Regions from separate parts of the Mus musculus genome. Here region 2 is linked to region 1. The links are chromatin contacts, called in public Hi-C maps. All regions are on one chromosome and are shown on one strand. The core of a region is the stretch at or near the end of the contact, and the rest is flanking DNA. Distances in the headings are between cores, read along the strand shown.

The links. A called contact is a pair of places that touch in the nucleus more often than the background predicts.
Region 2: a contact with region 1 is called in a Hi-C map of liver, with 1.9 times the contacts expected there. The contact joins two enhancer-like sites. A contact is called at or near these places in 2 of 484 Hi-C or Micro-C datasets (liver and nephron progenitors) and 3 of 115 datasets of contacts at active chromatin or transcription factors (CD8 T cells, bone marrow-derived dendritic cells and embryonic stem cells).

The regions. Positions count from the first base shown.
Region 1 is chr12:25,307,265-25,312,955 of GRCm38.p6, forward strand. It overlaps Gm46343 (a long non-coding RNA gene), which reads left to right. Exons shown (of 3, transcript XR_001780576.2): 3 at 3,093-3,981. Among named protein-coding and RNA genes, the nearest start is that of Gm46343, 6.3 kb to the left of the region's middle. Within about 2 kb of position 3,302, at least 105 of the 459 cell types and tissues checked have an H3K27ac peak or open chromatin away from gene starts, as enhancers often do. A contact at or near this core is called in liver, where this site is marked.
Region 2 is chr12:25,140,065-25,145,771 of GRCm38.p6, forward strand. It overlaps Gm36287 (a long non-coding RNA gene), which reads left to right. Exons shown (of 9, transcript XR_003950180.1): 2 at 1-793; 3 at 3,188-3,395; 4 at 4,323-5,485. Among named protein-coding and RNA genes, the nearest start is that of Gm36287, 3.4 kb to the left of the region's middle. Within about 2 kb of position 3,572, at least 54 of the 459 cell types and tissues checked have an H3K27ac peak or open chromatin away from gene starts, as enhancers often do. A contact at or near this core is called in liver, where this site is marked.

The DNA.
Region 1 (5,691 bases), core at 2,052-4,551:
CAGTGCTGACTTCAGCAAACACATCTCACAGCTTAGAACCAGATAGTTTCATAGAGGTGCTGTAACTTAGTTTCCTTATAGCAGGACAGAATTAGGAAGGCAGACAATAAAAACCCTGTGGAGGCTAGCACAGAATACACGCCACCGAGCATCATTGCAAAAACGCCAACCTAACTGGCAGCTGGGGATGAGTGGAGTTTTAAAATTAGGGGCTCCTTCGGCTCTGCGCTTCTCTGTGCCAGAGCACAGGTCATTTCAATTTCCTGTTCTATTGCACAGTTGTGGAGGGAAATGTGTTTAATGGCCCGTTTTTACCCTAAATGAACTCTAAGAAGAACTGTACCAGTGGAGTCTGATGGGATATTTTGGAAATGGGGAATATGTGGTCCAAGAAGATGGCAAAGACAGATTCCTTTCCTGGAGAAACTGTTTGCACAGGGATGGAACGGGAGGCATCAGGCTCCTGAGTCTATGATCGGCTGTAGACGGTGCCTTCTTTCTCCCCTAGCAGCATGAAGAAGCTAGTAGTGTCTCCTGGCTCTGTGTCTTTATAGATTTGCCTCAGCATGTGGCCAGTGGGAAGGCTTTCTGTATTGGAATTCTGACTATTGTGCTGTAGGATTCTGCAGTCTGGAGGGGAAAGTGTGGAAGGAGGGAGAGAGGAGGGATATGGAGGAAGGCATGGAAGGAGAGGAAGAGGGAAAGAGGAAGAGGGCCCATGTTTACAAGCCTTTGCTTGGCAATTGAGGCAAGATTCCGAGGTACCATTGCTTCTGAAGGTGGCTCCTGCCCATGGCTTCTAAGGGACTCCTGAGGTATCTGTTGGTCCTTCAGAGGAAAGCTGCCCCTGGGGTAGTGCAGAGTCACAACAAGACCAGCACACAGGCTCAATATGGCTTGCAGCTCTCACCATAGCACACATTCAAGGCTTTCTCAAAGGAAGCATTTACTTGGCATTCCCATATTTAGGTTATGAAACCAACTCAATGAGAGAGAGAGAGAGGGGGGGGGAGAGAGAGAGAGAGAGAGAGAGAGAGAGAGAGAGAGAGAGAGAGAGAGAGAGAGAGAGAGAGAGAGAGAGATATTGAGATTTGCAAGTGTAGATTTCTTGTAGAAAATCGATCAACTTGTTAGGGCCTCTCTCTGGGGTTCTTCAGGATTTCAAGTATCTGTGCTTGCTAACTCAGTGAATCCTTACTGGGCATCTACTACAGGCTGCTGGTAGAAAGCAGAGACTGAGAGGAAAGTGATATGCAGTCTTAGTGGCACAAGTTTCTAATCTAAAAGAAACTCTAAGTTGTAGCCTCATGCCAGTCAATGGACAGTAGTTTTCCTCCCAGGAAGTAATGGGAACCTCAGATCTGTTAAATGAGGTCTGTGATAGAGCTGTGTGTGGATTGAAAGAGTTAGTGTGTTGCAGTTTAGAATAGCATCCATACCATGAGAGGTCTATAGATGCTGTAACTTATATAATTTTCATAGCCTTGTAAGATATGACTTTGATCAGGATTTTACATGGAAGAAACCTGAGGCCCAGAGCAGAATGTTCTGCTTGTCCATGGCAGCCTCAGCCTTGCACTTTGAAGCATGTCTGCCTAGCAGCCTTTTTGGTGTAGCATCATTCTGGCAGAGTGTACTCGAAGAAAGCACACCAGTACACAACAGTAAAGTGTTGCCAGCCACTGTCTTCCTCAGTGTCTAACATTCCCCATTTAAGTATTGGCTGCAATGTCAAGATATACATCAGCACCGGGGACCCCAACCTACTTTGTGAAGACCTTTTTTTTTTCCCTTCTATATTTTCCCTTCAAATAAGAAGAGTGCTGTTTTCTCTATTTAAAAGTTTAATCTAGTTTCTTCCCCAAATATGCCTTGTAGCCTACTTTAATGTTCTCACTCCAGAAGTAATTATACCCTGGACCATGAAAGCACAAATCAGTCCGAATAAGGAGAAGAGGAACCACACCAATAGACATGACTTTAAGCTATCCTCCCCTTCTGGCTGCATGTACCCTCATCACTCCTGAGTATTGCTCTCTCCCATGGTGTTGCTTTAAATCTTGGATTGCTCTAAGGTCTATTGGCCTTGGCCTTCTCCCCTGTGAAAGGGGGACTGACAGGTTTAGCAGGTGTCTAAGCACCAGATACTAGGGCGAATACAGTATTTATGACAGTTGCTGTTTTATGGCTATGGTGCCGTGAGTCATCTCTCTGTCTACTATGTTTAAGTCCAAGCAGAATCTGGGTCCAGTCTATACCTGAGACTTCCTTCATGTTCACCCTTGTAGCCCCGGTCTGGGACATGACGAGGCAATGAACCAGTTGAGTTAGGTAAAGGAGTTAAGTTGCGATGATGACTTCCTTTCGTGCTAGCTTTCCCATCAATTTTTTGCCCCTTTGGAGCTTGCTGAGGGTGGAGAAACCCTATGAGGCTTACCTTGTCATAGGGGTCATGGTTGATCTCTGATCTCTGGTCCCAGATCCAATCCCATGATTAATAGATCCCAGATCATCTTGCTAGTATCTTTCTGAGAAATCAGGCCACACCTACTCTTCTCAGTCTCCCTCTTTCTGGACAGAACAGCTGACCTCCCCCTCCCCCTTATATCTGTAAGCAAGAGTTGCTTCCCTCCCCATCACCCAGACCCAAGGCAACCTTGAATTGGACTCCTGTCATGTGCAGAACCCATCCTAATGCATGGTAGGTACAGTAAGTAGGTCATGCAGAGTGGAACTTAGCCCCCCCTTCAACAGAGGCCTACAAGAGCACGTTATTGTCTTTGTTCCCATAAAGCTGAAGGCTCCTTCTGTCTCCTTCTGGACCCCATCATGTTGTCTGTGACACAACGCTGTACCTCCTAACCTTTATAACTAAAGGGAACTGATGTCTCCACGTTCAGCATCACTGTCATGCTATATATAACAACTGTCTATATCTAATGTTCTCCTACTTCAGAGTCCCTTCATGGCTGCCATGGCCACAATGCTATAACTCTTCTAAACTGGTTGTTTTGAAGAAGAACTTCATCTCGGCTTTGTACCACAGGTAAGATCATCTATGAGTTAAAATAGTCTCCACCACTCTCCTACAGGTCATGAAGTACCCTGCTGAAGGAAGTTGGGGAGGGACTAAGCAGATGACTGTGCCTGCGCCTGGACAACCTCCAGCTTTTCGAGTGAAGTGCCAAGGTCCTTCTGTTGCATCATGACCACACTTGTTTTAATTTACTTTTTTGACACAGGGTTTCATGGACCCAAGGCTGCCCTTGGCTGCTTTTCATAGCCAAGGCTGACCTTAAACGTCCAGTCCTCTGCCCCCATTTCTGTGGTAGGTGAGCACTGGCTGAGCAGCAGTCCTGCCCTATTGCTTCTAATCTTAGCAACCACCAATTTACATAGATTGAGTCTCAGATCCCACTTTTCCTGTGAATGCAGAAAGGTTTGGCTGTGGATCCTTGGCTGGCAGTGAGGGTAGAAAGGGATCAAGTTACAAGCCTTTGGAAGACTCCACTTCTGTTTATAGCAGGGTGGCGGCTTCCCTTTATTAGAGGAGGAAAATTACAGTCCACTTAAGGGAAGTCACACTGCAGTCCTGCTGTATCTCCAAGACCCCCTTTCTCTTGCACTTTTCCTGTTTATCTCTCCTGCTCATTCCACGTTAAGAGTTTTCTCACCATCAAGAGTTTATATCTGCACCTTCATAGAGTATTCGTTTGGGTAGATTTAGGACAGATAGAGATCTAAAAGTAGCACTTCTTTTTTTTCCCTAGACAAAAACCCAAGGGAAATTTAATGACTAGCATGTGAGGCATTGCCATTGCTATGTGGCTAGCTTCCTTTTCTTTCTATGGACCTCTGAAAACCTAGGTCTTTTTGTTTTTGAGACATGGTCTTCCAAAATAGTCCAGACTAGTCTTGAACTTTCAATCCTCCTGTCTTACCTTCCCATTCCAAGTGCTGGGATGTACCCAATAAGCTGTTCTATCTATCTATCTATCTATCTATCTATCTATCTATCTATCTATCTATCTATCTATCTATCTATCTGTCTGTCTGTCTGTCTGTCTGTCTGTCTGTCTGTCTGTCTGTCTGTCTGTCTGTCTGTCTGTCTATCAATCTATCTATCTATCTATCTATCTATCTATCTATCTATCTATCTATCTATCTATCTATCTATCTATCTATCCATCCATGTATGTGTGTATATACGTACATGCATTGGTACGTGTGTGCTGTGGTATATGTGTGGAGGTGAGAAGGCAATTTGTGGAAGGCTGTACTTTTCTTTTACCATGTGATTCTTGGGGATGGAACTCAGGTCATTAGGCCTGGCAGCAGTTGCCTTCTCCCAAGCCATTTCACCAGCCCCTAAAGTCATTGAAGGTAAAGAAGTACAAAGAGGTAAAGAAGCTGTGAGCCTCTTGAGTGAACTGATGGGTCCTTGACTCTTCCTGTTGTATAGAGATGGAGGCCAGTGAGCTAGCAGTTGGGAAGGCTCCTGAGAGAACACAAAGAACTTTGCCTCCAGTCCGTGTGAAACAGGTGAAGACGTTAGTCAGAACCCGTTGCTTTCAGTCAGTTTCACAATGGCTGCGCTCTGCCAGGGAACTTCCTCTACTAACCTGACTGTGGTTACAGGTGGCAGTGAGTGGCTGGAGAAGCTTGAGTCACAACTCACCACTGTGGGCCCTTCCAACAACCACCGGGCCTGTCTGGAAGTGCAACTCCAGGTCTGGTGGAAGTGAAAGCTGACTTAGGAGCCACCCGGGTCTATTTTGGGGGTTCTGTCTGAGCTCACCCCTCACCTATCTGAAGGGCTGGCTTAATGCGGTTTCCTTTCTACCTTTCTTTATAGAAATTAGCAAAGGCTTCCTCGTGGCCTTACCATTTGGTCTTCAGAAGCTCTGTGGACACTGGGGACCTTCACTGCTTTCCAGAACTGATATTTCGCTTTAAGTCTTATGGCCACTCCTAGAGTGTCCCTGAGTCCTGCTCTTCTTGCTGGGAGGTGGCTTGAATCTCAGGCTCTTAGGAGTTTCAGGGACTAGGGATTCTGACCCGATAGGATCTGGTTCCTGGGTCAAATCTTCCCCGCTTACCAGTGTCCCATGGTACTTTCTGCCCCCTCTTGTCTCCTCTGTCCTTCAGGAAGGGCAAAGCTATAGCTGAAGCAGCTGGAAGGTGATTGGAATATTTAATCATGGCTTCTATTTCTGGGTTTTTGACTTTTCTTGCCTGAGGTACAGTGAGAATGTAATACAAAATTTGATTAGAGGAAAAACTAGTGTAACCGGTTCAGCCTCTTGAGATAAAAATGTGGTAATATTACTTTCATACTTCTAATAAATGTATTCCACTCACATACACCCTTGCAGAGTACTCTCTTGAAGGTCTTCCATGATATGAATGCACACTTGTGGATGGGAGTTGGTCCCTCAACACGAAGGTTCAGTCAATGTTAAGCCATAAGGGGAAAGCATCTCATGCCTTGTGATGTAGTTGTGTATCCCTCCTGCTGGGTGTCACTCTTGGATGTAGATGGTCCTGCACAGCTCCACAGTGGCCACAGTACCAAGCAGCTGAGGTCCCATGTTCTCCGTTCCTGTAGAGATAAAGATGATAGCCCATAGTGACTACACAAAGATACAGTTCTTTCAGGTCTTAAGTTTTACCTGAAGTAGGGCTCAGTAT
Region 2 (5,707 bases), core at 2,322-4,821, 170 kb before region 1:
CCATCTGGGAAGCTTGGGGAAGAGTTTCTGCTTCTAGCCCAGGCCGGGCTGGACTCCCAGGGGGTCAGGCTTGGACTCATCTCGAATGCCATTAGGTGCCCAGGTCATAATGGAGGACTGAGGCACAGGAGTGAAGTCTGGGCTGTGGAGACATCTGCAGACATTCCAGGCCCAGCCCTCTCTTCCCCCTGGAATGGGCTTGCCTCAGACATCCTCTTTAGCTCTCATCCCTCAGTGAGGTCCTTATTGACAATTCATTTAATGTTCAACCCACCTCCGCCCTCCACGTCCGCCCTCTCCACCCGTTTGACTTCCCCCATGCCTCTTCTCCCTGTGATCTTTAACCTACTGCGTAACTTATTTATGTACCAAGCCTGTCATTGATGGTCTGTCTCTCCATCCAGAATGTAGGTCCTCAAAAGTGTTTAGTGGAAAAATGAGGAAATGAGAGCCCTAAGTCTGGCTCTTGGGGACAGAGACAGTTCTTCTCCTACCTCTTCTAAGGAAGAAAAAAAAAATAAGTGTGATTGTTGGAAACACAGTGACTCTGCCAAAACACCTAGAATCAGCTCCATGGGCGGGAAGGATTTCCGTCAAATTTTGGTGTTCTGAGAACTGATTTGCCAACAGATGTGATGATGAAGGCTACCCTGCCAGGTGGAGGTCACGAGTGTCTCTACCACTATCTTGTGCCCAGTTTATCTGTAGAGTTGACTCCCCTACTCTCCTCACAGAAAAACTGAGGCTCAGGGGAAGTTGCATGGCTTGCCCATCAGGGATCGGTAGCTTCCAGGTGAGATGGTTGCTCAGCCTGCTTTGACTCTAGGAGTTTCCAACTGTGCCCTCTGTCCTAGTCCCTGTATCCTTTCCCACTGTAAACAGCCAGAGAACCATGTCTTCAGGAAATAAAAGTGGTATGTTCTCCCTAGGTGGAACATCAGGGTTCTCTTTTCTGTTGCTTAGCCTCTGGGGGATGACGAAGAAAAGAGAGAGAGAGAGGGAAAGAGAGAGAGAGAGGGGAGAGGGGAGAGGGGAGAGGGGAGAGGGGAGAGGGGAGAGGGGAGGAGAGGGGAGAGGGGAGGAGAGGGGAGGAGAGGGGAGAGGGGAGGAGAGGGGAGAGGGGAGGAGAGGGGAGGAGAGGGGAGAGGGGAGGAGAGGGGAGAGGGGAGGAGAGGGGAGAGGGGAGGAGAGGGGAGGAGAGGGGAGAGGGGAGGAGAGGGGAGAGGAGGGGAGAGGGGAGAGGGGAGAGGGGAGGAGAGGGGAGAGGGGAGGGGAGGAGAGGAGAATATGTCTGAAGCTGGTGTACTACAACTCCGGTTTGAGGTACTCAGGGCAGGTACTCTGTCTTCCGCCTGGTGGAGGCTCAGAAATTCACTTGCTCACAGCAGGGGGCCAGTGCCTTGACCTGGATTCTCTGTGATGGCATAGATGCTCTGTGTACACACCAGCCTCCACGCAGGAACTTGGACTGTGATCCAGAAACCGCAGTTTCAGTAAAAATCTGTAAATCAAGTCCCCACAGCGCTGCCTTGTTAGATGCCATAGAACTACATTGCAAAACGGGAACATGCTTTTTGCCCTAGGTGGACTTGGGAAGTAGAGGAGTTTGGTTCATCTTTACTGGTAGTTCTAGCACGCTGTAACTTTAATTTCAAAGGGATTCTTACTAAACCAGCAACCGTGAGTCGGTTCAATTTAGATGAGCCCAGCCCCGTGCAAGGAGCTTTTGTGATAGTCCTTCCTGTTATACGTGAGAGACTAGGCAGGGAGATGGGACGGGCTACTCACAGTCCCCAGTGCACAGGGGGCTTTGGAGCTGTACCTCATGGGCTCCACCTCCCTCCAGAGCTCAGCAGGTTCACCTGTGTGACTCTCCAGTCATCTAAGCTGGCTTCCAGGCCCTGCAGCCACCAGCTGCCAGGAAACAGATTGGCTTGGTAAAAATATGTGTGTGTGTGTGTGTGTGTGTGTGTGTGTGTGTGGTGTTCTCACAGAATCTGAGAGAATCACACCTTCACTTTGACAAAAAAACCCAACAACAACAACAAAAAAAAAAACCCCAAAACAAAACAAAACAAAACAAAAATCTGTTTGGGCTGCTCCAGTAATCACTTTGTAACTGGTGGCATAGTGGGCCATATGTCTGCAAAGTGGCTAACTGGGGAGGTACACCCTCTCCAACACACCTCAGAAAAGCCTCTTTGCAGTCGACCAACTCGATTGTATAAATATGAGGAAGGCCAGGTCTCTGTCCTGAGAAACATCCACGAGTCCAGTCACTGTTGGCGCTAAGATGGCGGGGCTGGAGGTTCGGCTTTGTAGACTCTGTAGCCCTGGTGTGTTCCAGGAGCAAGTAGCCCACAAGATTAAGCTGAGGGGTTGCTTCTGCATCTCAGCCTGAAGGTCTGAGGCAGGCTTCCACCAGAATGAGGAAGGTTCCAGTTTGCAGAAAGCAGAACTTTGTTAGGGCTTTTGATTTCTTGGGGGAGGCTCCAGGATTCCCTGGATGCTGGCATTTCAACTCTGCACGCTGCTGTGTTTGAGCCCCTTGATTGACAGGAGTTCACAGGTGAGAGGAGCCACCCACTCCTCACTCTGGAAGGAAGCCCATTTCCAGGGGACTGCTGGCCTTTTCTGAGTAGGACTTGAGAGTTCAACTTTGGAGCTGTTGTCCCACGGAAGCCAGTGTGCACATAGAAAAGTGACAGCCCCCTTGGAGAGTCTGAGGACAGTCCCTTCTCTCTGCATCCTTCCCTTGGAGTCAGCTCAGATAATCTGAGGACATAGATCTTTCTCATCGCCTCATGTGACCAGAAGGAAGCCTGTTCGAGCTGTTACTTATCTCCTTCCTGTGGGATACTTGACAATATGAAGAGTTTATTTGGGCTCACAGGTAATAGGGGGCTTTGGAGAAATCAAGACCACCAATTCATGGTGAGCATTCAGAAGTATTTAGAGATCAGGGGCTAGGAATTAAATCTGGAGCCAGTATGCTCATCCAGAGCGTCACCGGTTTTCCTTTTCACTGTCTTTTCAGACAGGGTCTCATCAAGTTGCCCAGGCTGGCTTGGAGCCCAGCTTGGTACTGAACTTGGGATCTCCATACCTCAGTTTCCAGACTAGTTTGGATGACAAACCTGGTGGGCTGATGCCAGATTAAGTGCTGATATGTCTCTATATTTTCCAGAAAGCTTTATAATCCCCACTGACTGGCCCAGCTCTGTGCCTCAGCTAGAATGTAGCAGAACCCTGCCTCATCGGGAAGCCCAAGGAGTGAGCAGAGCCCTGCTATTCCAGTATTTCCTCCTGAGGCTACAGTTCCAGCACTCCAGGAGGAAGGATGATGTCTGGAGAGGCACAAAGGCGTTTTCTGTTCTGGGTAATTTTATGTTCAGGTACGGTTAATGATCAGAGCCAAAATAAACTACCCAGGAGATAGGAGCATCAGTAAGGACCTAAAAACTCCTCCTGTGGCCAGCAAAGGAAAGCTGGCATGGTGAGAGCATGGCTTTGGCTAGCACAAAGTCTCAGGGTCCCTGGGGTTACACAACCGGCCAGCTCTAAACCAAAACCAAAACCAAAACAAGCCAGAGGACAGTCATTACACCCTCATGTTATGAGCAGTGAGGGGAGAGGCTTGGGGGTTGCCCTGGGCTCCATCCTCTGTCTTTCTGAGTCAATCTCTGTAACAGAAGAGCCTGGCTAAACTGTCATTGTATAGTGCCAATTGGCTGAGGCTTCCTTCTCCAGGGCAATGAGAAGCAGGCACTCAGGCTCAGCAGGACTCAAGCTCTCTTCTCTAGCTCCCCCCACCCGGGGGCTTGCTCAGTTTTACTTCTTGAAGAATGTCTTCCAGCCCATCACCATGTATTTGTTCAGGGAACTGACCATTTCAGAGTCTTAGTCTATGTTCTTTGCTAGAAACTGTAAGAGTCACATGGGCAGTTGGGAACTAGTGAGGCCTCGGTAGTCCCCAGAGTACTCTGTGCAGGATCCCTACTGTATTATATACCTGGCTGGAACATTCATTGATTGGGCTGGGTTGGATTGGCCAGGCCTAGCTGCTGGAGAGATTTCCCTGTTGTGTTATATTTTACTATTTCTGAGATCCACATGATTATCTCTTTTTAAAAGGTTTTTAAAGAAACGTAATAAAATATTGAATCAACGTCTCATCATTATATACATGTATGGGATATGGTATGATAATTTAACATTCATATAACCTACAGTGACCAAATCAGCATTCTTAGGTCCTTAACAGTTATCCTTCTTTGTGTTGAGAATCTTCTAACTTCCTACTCTGGTTCTTTATAAAATAGGTAACAAGTCACTGTCAACCCCAGTTGCCCGCCATGCTGAAGACCTCTGGGCCTCGGTCCTACTTTCTATCTGCACTTGGACCTTCGTGGTCAGTACTCAATTCTACAGGCACAGGAAACACATCCACACCTCTCACCCTCTGCCTCCCGACTGCGAAGTCTGCACTTAACGAATATCTCTCTTATCCATGCAGGAGAGATGGGGGAGTTCCCACGAATCCCTGCCCAATGTCATCCAGAGTGTTAGAGGACACTCAACCCTGGTGATTCAGCAGCTCACTATGTAGACCAGGCTGGCTTTGAATTCACAGAGATCCACCTGCCTCTGCCTCCCAGAGTGCTGGGATTTAAGGCATGCACCACACCTGGCATGCTTTGTTTTTAAGTCATACCTTCAGTTTAACATGGCTGGAGGCCTGCGTTCCACCCAACAGGTGCTCCTGTGGTGTGCTGGAACTTCTCCCAGCCCCCTCCCCCTGTAGAGGTCAATCAAATGCCCTTCAGTTTATTTGAGTGTGTGTGGTGTGTGTGTTTATGGTCACCATGCAAGTGGATCTGGTTGGAAAGATTGCTTGCTTGGCTTCCTCGAGGTGTCCTTCCTCCAAGTTGTAAAACTATTCACACATAATCTACTTAAGCACACATTCAAGGCTGAGATTGGTGGTAGCCTAAGGAAGAGAAATTGCTTGATGTGTTTATTGTCACTGTCTGCAAAGGATCGGTGACTCCTGGTCATGGGACACAGAGCACTGACTGCGGATCTCTATGACTGGAATTCCACAAGGCACAGAGTTTTGATCTGTGTGGAGTTTACCCAGGGACAGCCACAGATGCTAACTCAAGTGCTTTTTGTCTGGAATTCTCTTAACCTCAGGCCAGCACCTGTCATCTTTATGGCTTTTGCATGGGCCCAGATGGGGGTAGGGGAGGGAGTGTCTTCTACAACAGTTATTTTTCTCTCTGAAGCTGCATACAAAAGTGTCCTATCAAGAGGGAATTCTGGGTAGTGTTGCTTCTAGGGGAGACTATTAAGAGGATTTTTTACCTTGATCTTTCCTGCAGAGATATCCATCTTCCTAGGTCAAAGGGCAGCTAAACAGAAACAACGAAGCCTCAGGTAGCCTTGTGACAGTTTCCACTCGGGACATTAACCTCATCAGCAGGTAGGAGTGGGGGTGGGGGTGAGGGCAGGGATGTCTGCTGATCCTGAAATGTTGTCACCATTCAAAGAGCTGCTGCTGGTGGAATTTAGTTCGTGTGTGTGTGTGTGTGTGTGTGTGTGTGTGTGTGTGTGTGTGTGTGTGTGTGTGTGTATTGAGAATGCCTTTTAGAGGGCTGGCAAGATGGCTCAGCGAGTAAGAGCACTGACTGCTCTCCCGGAGGTC